Regions from separate parts of the Sus scrofa genome. Here region 1 is linked to region 2. A link is a contact called in public Hi-C data. All regions are on one chromosome and are shown on one strand. Each heading gives the region's core, a stretch centred on a gene start, on an enhancer-like site or on the middle of the called end of the contact. The rest is flanking DNA. Distances are from core to core; before and after follow the strand shown. Region 1 holds the start of ORMDL3 (ORM1-like protein 3). Region 2 holds the start of PSMD3 (26S proteasome non-ATPase regulatory subunit 3).

Region 1 (7,192 bases), core at 4,302-6,801, 51 kb after region 2:
GTTGTGGTTCCCTGGCCTTGGCTTTGATCCTAGAGGCCCTGGCCAGCTCAGCCCTTTCCCTCTGCAGCCCAAAATAGCGAACCACAGGGCTGGGCGAGGGGAGGAGAGCGGACTGCCTACTGGCCATGCTGCCTGGCCTGGCACCTCCTCCTGTTTCTCACCAGTGCTCTGTCTGCTTGCATCACTGCACCCTCTTCCGCTGCCATCACATGTCTGGGATGCCCTCCCCCCCCCTCAAAAAAATAAACATAACTGCCAAAGAAATAAACAGCTCTTTACGTCCTTGCACTTGCTCTGGGTGTGACCTCAATACCAACCCTTCGGGAAGGAGGGAGGTGAGGTGGAGGGAGCAGGGGGTGGAAGGAATGAATTGGAGGGGAGTAGGGGATGGTAAGAGCGGAGGGGTGCCAGTCATGCCCCAGTGGTCAGGGGAAGGGGCTCTGAATCTCGATGCCCCACCTCCTCCCTTCCCACCACGGCATCACCCCAGGAATGTGTTCCCAGCTTAAACTCCGCCCGTGTTTGCTATCTTGGTCCACACGGGTGTATCTACCGCAAGCAGAGGCCATGCCACCCCGCGAGATGGAAACACCCCAAGGCGGGGAACGCGTCTACTTGAGCAGACTAAGGAGCTCTCAGAGGGCAGGGAGGGTCTGTGAAGGTGGCTCACTCGGTTTTAAAAACACAAACACTTTCCATCAAAAATTTAAAACTAATAATCTCATGTTACACAAAGTTTGAAACTAGAGAATGAAAAAGATCACCCCCAACCCCTCCATCCTAACACAAGATCTGTTTTTATTTTACTGAATTTCCACAGCCTGGTAAAGTAGATGCTCAGATATCATTCAAATGTGGAATGGATTAACATAAGGTGAGACATATGGAGCATGTATTATATGCCAGGAATCGTTCTAAGTGCTTCACGCTTAATGACCCATTTAATCTTCACAACAACATGAGGTAGGCATTAGCGTGAGCATCAACATCCTTCATTTCTAGGAAGTGCAGCACAGAGAGGTTCGGTAACTTGCCTAAGGTCACACAGCTGGGAACTCTAGGAGCTGGGAGTTTACCTTGGTGCCAGGATCTTACCAGTGTTGCTCTCTTTTGTCTCAACATAATGCTTATTGCATGTGCAGGTTTATAAGAACATTTTATTATGGAAAGTTCAAACATAAAAAAGCAGAGAAAATGATGTAAGGAATCTCATATCCCCATTTCCCAGTTTCAATAATTATCTCCTCGGGGCCTGACCTGTTTCTTTTATTCCCGTCCCCCATCCCTAGTGCGGATTATTTTGAAGCAAATCCAGTCACCATATCATTTCCTCCACATTTTAGCAGACACCTCCAAAAGATAAGGAAGATTTTTTTTGTGTGTGTGTGTGTTTTAGGGCCACACCGAGGCATATGGAGGTTCCCAGACTAGGGGTGGAATCGGAGGTGTAGCTGCTTGCCTACATCACAGCCACAGCAATGCCACATCCGAGCTGTACCACAGCTTGCAGCAATGCTGGATCCTTAAACCACTGAGCAAGGCTAGGGATTGAACCCCCATCCTCATGGATACTAGTCAGATTTGTTACCCCTGAGTGACGATGGGAACTCCTGAGTCTTAATTTCTTTTAAGTCTCTCCCTCTCCTTTTTTTCTTCCAATTTTTTTTTTCTGGCTTTGCCTGAGGCACATGGAAGTTCCTGGGCCAGGGATCAACCCACACCACGGCATCAACACAAGCCACTGCAGCGACAACACCCGATGTTCAACCTGCCACATCACAAGGGAACTCCTCCAGTTTGTTTATTTCTTTTTTTTCTTTTCCTTTTTTGTCTTTTTAAGGCCGCACTCGTGGCATATGAACGTTCCAGGCTAGGGGTCGAATCGGAGCTATAGCTGCCGGCCTACGCCAGAGCCACAGCAACGTGGGATCTGAGCCGTGTCTGCAACCTCCACCACAGCTCACAGCAACGCCGGATCCTTAACCCACTGATCGAGGTGAGGGGTTGAACCCATGTCCTCATGGATTCTAGTCGGGTTCGTTAATCGCTGAGCCACAACAGGAAGGCTTCTCCAATTTATTTGTTAAGGGAATGGGGTGTTTGTTTGGTTGACTGCATCCCTGGGGAATGCTCATGAGATTTTACATCCTGACTTTTTCTTTCTTTTCTTTTCTTTCTTTCTTTCTTTCTTTTTTTTTTTTTTTTTTGTCTTTTTGCCATATCTTGGGCCACTCCCGCGGCATATGGAGGTTCCCAGGCTAGGGGTCCAATCGGAGCTGTAGCCACCGGCCTACGCCAGAGCCACAGCAACTCGGGATCTGAGCGGCATCTGCAACCAACACCACAGCTCATGGCAACGCCGGATCCTTAACCCACTGAGCAAGGCCAGGGATTGAACCCGCAACCTCATGGTTCCTAGTCGGATTCATTAACCACTGCGCCACGATGGGAACTCCCTGATCTTTTCATATAACCTAGAAAACATTTTCCCATACTGCCGCATGGTACTCATAATCATTTACTATGTGGCTTCCCATTTTGCCATCCAATGGATAGTACTGTAATGTTTTTTTCTGGGGTATTTAGGTGGCTTTCGGGTTTCCATTGCTATAAATGATGTTGGAACGTCACCCTCAATATATAGGCTGTACTTCCTCAGAACATGCTACCAGAAATGTAATCACGGCTCTGAGGCCTGAACGATTTTTCAGCCTCTTGGCACACAGTTACAGTTGTTTGTCCAAGGGGTTATGCAGTCCCCACACCACATAAGAGCACTGTCAGTGAGTACCTACTCATTCTGAACAATTCTTAGGCCAATTCAAGGCTGAAGGATGTTTGGAGTTCCCATCGTGGCTCAGTGGTTAATAAACCCGACTAGCATCCATGAGGATGGGGGTTCAATCCCTGGCCTTGCTCAGTGGGTTAAGGATCCAGTGCTGCTGTGAGCTGTGGTGTAGGTTGCAGATGCAGCTCAGACCCGGAGTTGCTGTGGCTGTGGGGTAGGCTGGCGGCTATAGCTCCAATTCAACCCCTAGCTTGGGAACCTCTATATGCCACAGGTGCTGCCCTAAAAACAAAACAAAACAAACAAACAAACAAAAGCTTCAAAAAGAGGCCCGAGTTGGAGCGAGGAGGACATGCTTGGGTGAAAGGAATGGGCTGGGGAAGTGCTGGGTGTAGGGAGCAAGAGGCTGCACCAGCCGGGGTCCCCCCACCTCAGATGCCCTTGGGGCCTCAAATGGGCTTCTCCTTCCCTCCTTCCCCACTGCTGCCCACATCCAGCCTCACGTGTTCTCAAGGGCAGCCAGGAGTTGCCTGGGTATCCGGGTCCCCAAGACCTCGACGCTGTGCTTCCTGGACCTGTAGGTGGCCACTTCAAACATCATGTTTTCAGGTAATTTCACTGTCAAACCTCCCTTTGAATCCACGTTGTCTGTAACTCGGAACGGAGCCTTATGGTCTAGAAAGAGAAGGGTAAACATCACACTGAGGCTGACCCAAGACCTCTCGGAAACCCTGCCTGGGGCGCCCTGTCCTGGGCTCCCCTCCGTGATCGCCGCCCCTTCTGAGGACGTCTTCCAGCTGTGGCTCCCCAGACAATACCCTTCTCACCAGGAGTCATTGTGGTCGGAACCCACTCTGCCACCTTCTTACCAAATGACCTTGAATAAGTCCCTAAACCTCTAAATCTGTTTCCTCCCCATAGGAGAATAGGAGCAGTACCTACTTCCTGTGCTTGTGGAAATTAACTAACAAGGCAGTGAAGCACTTAACAAGCGCCTGGGGAGTTCCCACTGTGGCTCAGCAGTAACAAATCCAACTGGCACCCATGAGGACTAGGATTCGATCCCTGGCCTCGATCAGTGGGTTAAGGATCCAGCGTTGCCATGAGCTATGGTGTAGATCACAGACGCAGCTCGGATCCTCTGTTGCTGTGGCTGTGGCATAGGCCGGTGGCTACAGCTCTGATTCGACCCCTAGCCTGGGAACCTCTATGTGCCTTGGGTGTGGCCCTAAAAAGACCAAAAAAAAAAAAAAAAAAAAAAAGGCTGAAGGATGTTTGGTGAAGATGTAGTAATTATGAGGGCAGAGAGCTAGAGAAGAAAGATGATGACAGAGACTCAGGCTAAATTAAGCAGAAAGTGATCCACTATTTACCATGAATGTAGTGTGTGAGTCATTTACTCTGTTCATTCCCATTGTGAAAAAACAAACAAACAAACAAACAAACAAAAAAAACTGACCTGATAACAAAAGCTGTTAATAGCGCACAGCACATCCAGCAATCTTTCTGTTAGACTATGTGTTTGTCGGCCCTTGTTTGTGAGGTGGATCCAGTCTGGGTTACTGAACTTCACAGAGAGTAAGGAAACTGGCAAAGAGCAGAGCCCTGATCAACTTCAGAGAGGCTGGAAGAATCCCAGAGAAAAGGTGAAGGAGTTAAGCAGGCTCACTTCGGGGAGGGGGGAAAGACTTTTTTTTTTTTTTTTTTTGGTCTTTTCTAGGGCCACTCCCTGGGCATATGGAGGTTCCCAGGCTCAGGGTATAATAGGAGCCGTAGCCGCCCGGCCTACATCAGAACCACAGCAACGTGGGATCCAAGCCGTGTCTGCGGCCTACACCACAGCTCACCACAATGCCGGATCCTTAACCCACTGAGCGAGGCCAGGGATCGAACCCATGTCCTCGTGGATACTAGTTGGGTTTGTTGCCGCTGAGCCACAACAGGAACTCTGTTGAGATACATTCTTTTGAATTTGCACAACCTCAGAGGTAGGTTTACACAGGTGTGGAATCAGAGATTAAGAGATGTTATTGGCCTAGGGTTATGCAGGTGGTGAGGAGTGCCTGATAAGTCTACCTGGTAAATCTGTGCCAGGAGAAACCTGTGCTTTAGCCTTTAGAGCCTGCAGATGTGAAAACTACAGACTAGAGACCCTCCCACCCCAAACCACACAGCTGACTTGGGACTGGGACTCAGGGTTGTAGTTATTCAGCAGGGAGTCTTCCCAAGTCACATGTCCTCTTCCCACATCTAATGTGGTGAAGCCCAGGATGTGGCCGGTCCCAGGCCAGCCCGGGTCAGAGGCAACTGAGCAGGAGACAGTCTGCCCACAGACTGCGTTCTCTACCCGCCAGACTCTTATCCTAAAAAACATCGTGAAAAAACCCGCTTCCAGGAGGGCCCAGCAAGGCAAACAGCTAGGCTAGTCGTTTGACGGAGGGCCAGGGCAGAGGCAGAGAGGTGGAATTGAAAATATCTGACTTGGGGTCAGAATTTCTGGGTTCGGGTCCAGCTTGGGGGCGAGCAGGGACCTATGGCAAGTTACTTAAAACTCCAAGTTTCTTCATCTGCAAAACCCGGCAAGAGTGATTTCCACAGGAGCGCGGATGCCAAGGCAGGAATTGTTATGCGCCAAGGCGATACCATCTGAACTTTGTGACGCGCACGTACTATTAAAAACCTCCGTGCGGCCCCAGCGGCCTGGGCTGGAGCAGGGGAGAAAAACTACAACTCCCAGGAGGCGTCGGGCGGGCAGGCGCTGAGCGGTGACGTAATGGGGGCCGGCGCCGGGCGCTGATTCGGCCCGAGCTGCCAGCGGGGTGGCTGCCGCCGCGGGTTATTACAGCTGCTGGAGCAGCAGCGGCCCCCGCCCCCGGGCACCCCTCCCGGGCCCTCGACGTCCGGCCCCGCACGGTGAGTCCGGAGGAGCGGCCTCCAAGTGGCTTAACCGGGAGCCTCCGGGGGCTAGCAGGCGGGACGGGAAAGAAGGTGGGGGCTGTTAAGGAGGCGTCTGGGACTGGAGGGGTCCCGGACTGGCTGAGCGGAGGTTGAGGGGGTGCATCAGCCGAGAAGGGTGCATCACTCGAAGGGATGGGGAAAAGGGCAAGTGGGGACTGGAGGCCGGGGATGGAGCGTCGAGGAGGAGCGCTCGGGCTGGGGGTGGGGGGCGGGGAGCAGCTGGGCTTTGGGGATAAAGGTTTGGCAGCTTCCAGGGCTGGGTGAACGCGGGGGGTGGGGCTCCAGGCCGGGCCAGGCTCCGAGTGAGAGGTCCCAGGCTGGGGAACGGAGCGGAGGCCCCCCATTTCGGCTTGCAGTCTCACTCAGAAAAACCCCAACAATAGTAAGGACTCCGCCTCCTCGCTTCGCCCTCTCCCCTTGCTAGTTAGGGGTTCGCTGCTGTACTCGACATCTTTCCGTTCCCACTGCCCCCCAGAGTCCCGGAGGCAGGGCCAGAGCTGAGAGGTAAGCGAGCGACGGTAGCCCTCCGGGTTAGGGGGTGGGCAGAATGAGAATGGCATTCTGGCGTGCTGCCAGGGACTCCCCGCTGGGGTCCAGGTTGCAGGCTTGGATGCTTTGTGCTCCTCACCCAGAGAAAGATTTGCTGCCCTGACTTGGGGGAGAGACTCGAAAGTGCTCACCTGGCTGCTGGCACTGTGGCCTTGGCTTAGGTGTCTGACAGGCTGGGCAGGGATATTTGTGTTCAGAGCAAGAGGGGAAGAGAGGGAAGGAGTAGGAAAGAACTACCAGCGAGAAAGTGGTTAACAGAACAGAGTTGCTGCAGGCTCTGGTTTGAGGCAGGTTATGAAACCACATCAGGGACTGACGCGAACAGCCACCTGCCAGCTATGGCAGTAGAACTTTTCAGCCTCAGCTGCTGTATGTACACTTTTCTGTCTTTGCCAGCTTCTCCCCACTTCTCCCGTCTGGGCTGGGGGAAGTTGGTTATTTCACTAATGGAAGTGATATGTAGCCTTAGTCACACAGAAGCCTCAAGAGTGCTTCTTGCTGCCTGTCATTTTCTTAGTTTATTGACCTCATCTGTCTGTTGGGGGTGGGGGGGGGCGTCTCCTGGGGTATTCTGCTTTCAGGGCATCTAGTGTTTCAGGCTGCAGAAAGAAGCTTCCCTGGGAATCGGTTAAGTCATAGGTCTGAGTCCTTCCTAGAGTCATCAGGCTTTGTTGGATGCCCTGTTACAGCCAGGAAGGAGTATGGGATGATCTGGGACTCAGCAAGGCTCTTGGCGCTCCTGGGCAAAATACCAGGGAGGGCTAGAGGTCTTGCTCGCTACTTTAACAGCCTTGTAGGTCAAGGTTAGGGAGAAGTGGGGGAGGGCAGCGGTTTCTGGTCAGACTCAGGGAACTCTTTCTCTCTCCTTAGTCAGTAGTTAAGTCCTCAGAGCCCTTA
Region 2 (6,579 bases), core at 1,811-4,310:
GGCACAGATGGAGTTCCCTTACGGAGCAGTGGGTTAAGGATCTGGCATTATCTCTGCAGCGCTTTGGATCACTGCTGTGGTACGGATTCAATCCCTAGCCTGAGGAACTTCCACGTGCCTTGGGCCTGGCCAAAAAAAAGAAAAAGAGAGAGAGAAACTAGGGCACAGAGATGATGGGTGCAAAACTGTTTACAATAGAAGAAAATGGAAACAAATGTCTAAGAATACTGGAGTGCAATCAATTGGTAGCTTCTTAGTTACCTTTGTAAATTCAGCATATGGTGCCTGGGTCACATTAATGATATATACTAATGATAACAGCTAATATTTATGAAGGGTTTTACTAGGTTTTTGGGTTTTTTTGGCCACATCATGTGGTGGCTTGACGTGGGATCTTAGTTCCCAGACCAAGGACAGAACCTGGGGTGCAGTGATGAAAGTGCCGAATCCTAACTATTAGACTACCAGGGAACTCCCCTTTATTATGTTAGGCACCATTCTAAGCTTTTTTCTTTTTTTAATGGCTGTTCCTGGGCGAGGGGCTGAATCCGAGCTGCAGCTGTGATCTATTCTGCAGCTGGGCCAAAGCCAGCTCCTCTAACCCAATGAGTTGTGCTGGGGAACGAACCAGTGCCTCTGCAGCAACCCAAGTTGTCGCAATCAGGTTCTTAACCCACTGTGTCACAGTGGGAACTCCTAGTTCTAAGCATTTGAATCGTCACAATAACTCAATTAAGTAAACACTAGTACTTTCATTTGTAGAGATAAGAAAACTAATTTCAGAGCTCATATTCTTTGCCACTATGTCAGGTATTCAATAAATGTTTCTGGAATACACTGAGTGCTATGTTTACGGATGTGTTACATGAAAGCACACAAACCCATCTGTATTTAGTTATGCCCTGTTCCTAACTGGTTATATAGCCTTGATCTCCATTATGGGAGAACAGCTCAAAAATTCATGGGAAAAATGTTAACCATGGCTGTTTTTACCCCCTTCTACTTCAGAGCTTTCATATTAAATGAGGTGTTTAAAAGAAACATGAGAGTTCCCTGGTGGCTCAGTAGGTTAAGGACCTGGCATTGTCATTGCTGTGGTGTGGGTTCGATCACTGGCTTGGAAACTTTCGCATATAGTCGACTCTCATAAACCGCAAAAAAGGATCTTATTTAGATAATAAGTCTGCTGTCCAACTTTATTTTATTTTATTTTATTTTTTGGTCTTTTTTTGCTATTTCTTGGGTCGCTCCCGTGGCATATGGAGGTTGCCAGGCTAGGGGTCGAATCAGAGCTGTAGCCACCAGCCTATGCCAGAGCCACAGCAACGCGGGATCCGAGCCGCGTCTGCGACCTACACCACAGCTCACGGCAACGCCGGATCCTTAACCCACTGAGCAAGGGCAGGGACCGAACCCGCAACCTCATGGTTCCTAGTCGGATTCGTTAACCACTGCGCCACGACGGGAACTCCTGCTGTCCAACTTTAGAGTAGGAGCTCATGCAGTCAACACTATCACACTCTCAAAACACCACTCAGGTGCATCAATTTGCTTATTTCCATGTGTTTTTTGTTTTGTTTGGTTTTTCAGGGCCTCACCCATGGCATATGGAGGTTCCCAGGCTAGGGGTTGAATTGGAGCTGTAGGTGCCAGCCTATACAACAGCCACAGCATGCCAGATCCACTCTGTGTCTGCGACCTACACCCCAGCTCACGGCAACACTGGATCCTTAACCCACTGAGTGAGGCCAGGGGTCGAACCCGCAACCTCATGGTTCCTAGTCCGATTTGTTTCCTCTGAGCCACAACGGGAACTCCTACTTCAATGTTTTTGAGCGAGGTTCTTATGCAGTTAAGTACAGAGAAAATCAATAAATAGTCTGGTCCTATTTGATCCAGAACAGAAAAACAACATCAAGATCACAATGAGAAGCTCTCACTCTACCCACTCCGAATGTGGACAGGGAGCTCTGAGTAAGAAAAGCGAAATATGAACTTGGAGGAACGAGAGAATGATAGGAAACTGGCAACAGGTGCCGAGGAGAAAAGAAATGGGCTGGGGGTTGTTTAGGTGGAAGGCAAGTACGAGGAACTCAAACAAGGTGTGTAATATATTTAAACTTTAGAAACAGTAGGAGTTTGGGCTTAGAGGAGGAGAAACAGGGCAAAGGGGATCGCGCGGGCATCTCAATTACAGCAACTAGGAAGCAAGATGCTATGTAAAAAGAGCTCTTTTAGGGCAGTTTGCTAAAGGTAGTTAAGACAACAAACCATTCTTAAAACTCGGGGCCAGTATTCTGCGTCATCCTGACCTCCTTCGCACATGACTACACTGGTTTTTAGAGAGGTCAATCATACACTGGGGACGCCAGAATCAGTGTAAAAGGAGTAATAACGTCAGAGGAGAGAATTCAGAAAAGGGAGTCTACGGGCCCAATGACATCTAGTTCTGGACGCAACCCCAGGTTGCGGAGAGGTGTGTGCGAAGGGCCTGAGCCCGGAGAGAAGGCTCGGCTAGTGAGGCTGGGGTCGGAGTGTGAGGGAAGTAGGGGCGGGCACCTGGGGGTGATCTCAACGAACTAGGGGTGGTAGAGGCTGCGCTGGATCACCGCGGCGCTGTCACCCGTGGTCATGGCATGCCCACGGCCCGCGCTCTCGTACCCTCCAAGGTGACGGTGTCCAGCTCTCGCTGGGAGTGCTCAGCCGCCGCCGCTGCCGCCTTGCCATCGGTCTCCCCGGTTGATGCGCCACCGGCCGCTGCCTCTTCTTTCATCTCCACATCTTGAGGGGCTGGGGGCGGCGGTGGTTCCTGCTCCGCTCCGCCGGGCGGTGGCTTTGCCTTGTCCGTGCCACGGCGCCGCGCCGAGCCCTCCTGCTTCATGGCGCCCGGGGTCGCGGCCTAGTCCGGGGACCGAGGCCGGGGCCTCGGGTGAATCCTCGCACCGGAGACCAGGAACCGAGCCGGGCCTGCACACGAGCGCGGGCTCGCGTCGGGCCGCACGATGACGGAGCAGCTGCAAACCCCTTCCCGGCGCTGGGCCTTGTGGGAAATGCCAGGCCGAGTGGGCCAATTGCCGAGTCCACAAAGGGGAGAAAAATCAACAGCCGATGTGCGGATGGAGGCGGATCTTCGAGGAGGAGCGGGGAGGAGCCTGTAGGGGTTTGTCCGGCTTGTTTTGAACTGTTTCTGTGTGTTTTTTTCCTTTGTGTTCCTTTCCGGTGTATTTCTATGTATGTCCGCATGAGGTCCCCTCAGGCCCCCACTGGGTCACTGCGGACTCTAAGCACCCAACTTCGATGAAATGGGTAGGGTCTATCCAAGCGCAGAGCGTGATGACGCCACGAGTTGCCAGGCGAGTTTCATGCCTAAACTCGCTCAATTTGCAGTTCTCAACCGCCGCTTGATGCAACTGGCGCGAGAGAAGAAAAGAAGCTGCGAAGGGATGTTGAGCTAGGCTGTTGGGCTGAAAACTACACCGAATTGGAGACGAGGAAGAACCCCATGGGATTCAGACTTTCTTGTCCGATTTTAGCTAGTGCTGAAAATAAGGCATAAAATCTCTGCAGCCTGGGAGTGCGGATGCGGGGAGAGTGCATTTGCGTATAATCACTTATAATTTAGTAAAATTTAGGGGTCCACTCTATGTGAGGCTCAGGGCTAGCACATTTCAGGGGGCAGGGTGGTGGAAAAAACAAACAAACAAACAAACAAAAAAAAAACAGCTCCAGAAGTTCTCTTTGTGGCTCAGCAGTAACAAACCCGACTAATATACATGAAGATGCAGGTTCAATCCCTGGCCTCGCTCAGCGGCTTAGGAATCTGGCGTTGCCATAAACTGCGGTGTAGGTCGCAGACGTAGCTCGGGTCTGGCATGTTGCTGTGGCTGTGGTGTAGGCTGGCTGCTGCAGCTCGAATTCCAACCCTAGCCTGGGAACTTCCATATGCTGCAGGTGCAGCCCTAAAAAGCAAACAAAAACAAAAAACAAAAAAAAACCCCGCAAACCAACACTCCCCACCCCCCCGCGCGCCAGAAAAAAAACAACCCAGAAAAACAGCTCCAGAGCGTGGTCTGCTGGAAGCTCTGCTCTGGGCTGCCATGTATTGTGATGCTGGACACAAGAGGGTGGAAGATGATGATGGAGACTCTTCACTGTAGTGAAATGGGGAACAGAATAATAGTCTACCTAAGGTGGGCTTAAGAATCCCCCAGGGGAGGAGTTCTCGTCGTGGCGCAGTGGTTAACGAATCCGACTAGGAACCATGAGGTTGCGGGTTCCGTCCTTGCCCTTGCTCAGTGGGTTAACGATCCAGCATTGCCGTGAGCTGTGGTGTAGGTCGCAGACGCGGCTCGGATCCCGCGTTGCTGTGGCTCTGGCGTAGGCTAATGGCTACGGCTCCGATTCGACCCCTAGCCTGGGAACCTCCATATGCCGCGGGAGCGGCCCAAGAAATAGCAAAAAGACAAAAAAAAAAAAAAAAAAAAAAATATATATATATATATATATATATATATATATAAATATATATAAAAAAGAATCCCCCAGGGGAAAAATTTGGACCAGAAACACAGTCTACTTATTTTTCAAAGGAATCCTCTAGTGATTTTTCAAGAGGAAGATACAGGTTCCAATTTATTAAAAGACACAAAACAAAAACTCCTTTCCTATCTTGGAGGTTTTCTTTTTCTTTTTTTCAGTGTACAGCAAGTTTTACTTTGCCCTCAGAGAAAGTGGGTCACCCTGGATAGGGAGAGTGACCTGGGAGGTTTGTGAACTTATTAAAAAAATTTTTATGGCTGCATTGGCGGCTCATGGAAGTTCCCGGACCACGAATTGAATCCGAGACATGACCTATGCAGCTGTGGCCATGCAGGATCCTTTAACCCATTGCCAGGCTGCGGGATCAAACTTGCACCTCTGCAGCCACTGGAGCCACTTCAGTCAATTCTTAACCCACTGCACCAGGATGGGAACTCCTCTTGGAACTTTAGTCTCTTCCATAAATGGAAGTTTTAGACCAGGTCAGATCCTGTAAGACAACCTAGCCCTGGGTAAGGTCCTAGAGGGCAGAGAATATGTTTTAGCCATGTTCTTCTTTATACAGAGAGAGACTATTCTCTGTATCCTCCCCCTTTATACTATTGCAGCAAACAGCTCCTTGTACTAAACAACCATTTGCTAAATGGACAAGTGCATTCTCCGGTTTTAGGGAAAGAGGCCTTTACCAATTCCTCCCTAACTGTCCTCCTCGTCCCTGGGGCTGGGAGATGGATATCAGGACTTTTGAATCATCACTGGAATGAATCTAGTAGGCCTCTTCTTTGTAACATCATATCTGTGACTGAAGGTGGGCGAGAATGGTAAAGGAAGAAGACAGACAGGCTTTGTGTTTCATCTTTATGAAGTTACCCTTCTGGATGGTGAGGGTGTTAGCTCACCTCTTTATTAAGTTTACATCACAAGGGAAAAAACACTCAAGTCAGCAGATAACTACCCACTATGTCCTTGGGCAATAGGGTGAGGCCTTGGAAGATGCCCCAGGATGGGGGAGGATGGCTTAACCCAAAGCCTTTGGCGCTTGGTCATGAATTCTTGGTGAGTGAGGGAACCAGCCTGGGCAGGGGTGGTGAAGAAAGGGGAGCGTCTGACTCTTGAGGCCAAAAACCTTGGAAGAATTATTCCACCCAAAGGATTATTTTAAAAGAGATTGGTGAAAGATGCTAAAAACCAGCTTTAGGCAGAGGAGGCTTGCATGAACCCAGCAGTTTTACGAGACTGAATATCTGTATTAACCTGTCCATATGTCAAGCCTTCAGACATCCCTTCCTCCTACAATCTCCCTGAATTGAAGGCAGAAGAAGAAAAGTTGAAATGAGAATATAATATATTTTATTTTATTTTTATTTTATTTATTTTTTATTTTTTTTCAGAGCCACACCCAAGGCATATGGAAGTTCCCTGGCTAGGGGCTGAATTGGAGCTGCAGCTGTCGGCCTACACCACAGTCACAGCAATGCGGGATCCGAGCCACATCTGTGACCTGCACCACAGCTTGAGGCAACGTTGGATCCTTAACCCACTGAATGAGGTCAGGGATTGAATCAGCATCCTCATGGATACTAGTCAGGTTCTTAACTGTTGAGGCAGAACAGGAACTCCAGTATATTTTCTTTTTTTTTTTTCCATTTCTTGGGCTGCTCCCGGGGCATATGGAGGTTTCCAGGCTAGGGGTCTCATCGGAGCTATAGCCGCTGGCCTAAGCCAGAGCCACAGAAACTTGAGATCCGAGCCGCGTCTGCAACCTACACTACAGCTCACGGCAATGCTGGATTGTTAACCCACTGAGCAAGGCCAGGGATCGAACCAGCAACCTCATGGTTCCTAGTCGGGTTCGTTAACCACTGAGCCCTGACGGGAACGCCTATGTTTTATTTTTTAAAGTTTTGGGTCAGTCTTATTCTTGGGTGCTATTCTTTTGGCTTATCTGCATTTTCCATTCAATAAACTTGGAAGTTTTCTTGCTCTTGTTTGGGGCTTGTCCCATGCATCTCTAGGTCTTTGCCTTTTCCAGTCCCTCAA

Evidence for each region. A called contact is a pair of places that touch in the nucleus more often than the background predicts.
Region 1: a contact with region 2 is called in a Hi-C map of embryonic fibroblasts, with 2.5 times the contacts expected there. The contact joins the promoter of ORMDL3 here to the promoter of PSMD3 in region 2. A contact is called at or near these places in 4 of 47 Hi-C or Micro-C datasets (embryonic fibroblasts, liver and skeletal muscle) and 1 of 2 datasets of contacts at active chromatin or transcription factors (alveolar macrophages).

Annotation. Positions count from the first base shown.
Region 1 is chr12:22,405,579-22,412,770 of Sscrofa11.1, forward strand. It overlaps ORMDL3 (ORM1-like protein 3), which reads left to right and starts at 5,552. Exons shown (of 4, transcript XM_003131498.6): 1 at 5,552-5,701. It overlaps LRRC3C (leucine-rich repeat-containing protein 3C), which reads right to left and starts at 3,804. Exons shown (of 2, transcript XM_013979562.2): 1 at 3,292-3,804. The coding sequence starts at 3,485.
Region 2 is chr12:22,357,490-22,364,068 of Sscrofa11.1, forward strand. PSMD3 (26S proteasome non-ATPase regulatory subunit 3) reads right to left here and starts at 3,061. Exons shown (of 12, transcript XM_003131496.5): 1 at 2,662-3,061. The coding sequence starts at 2,881.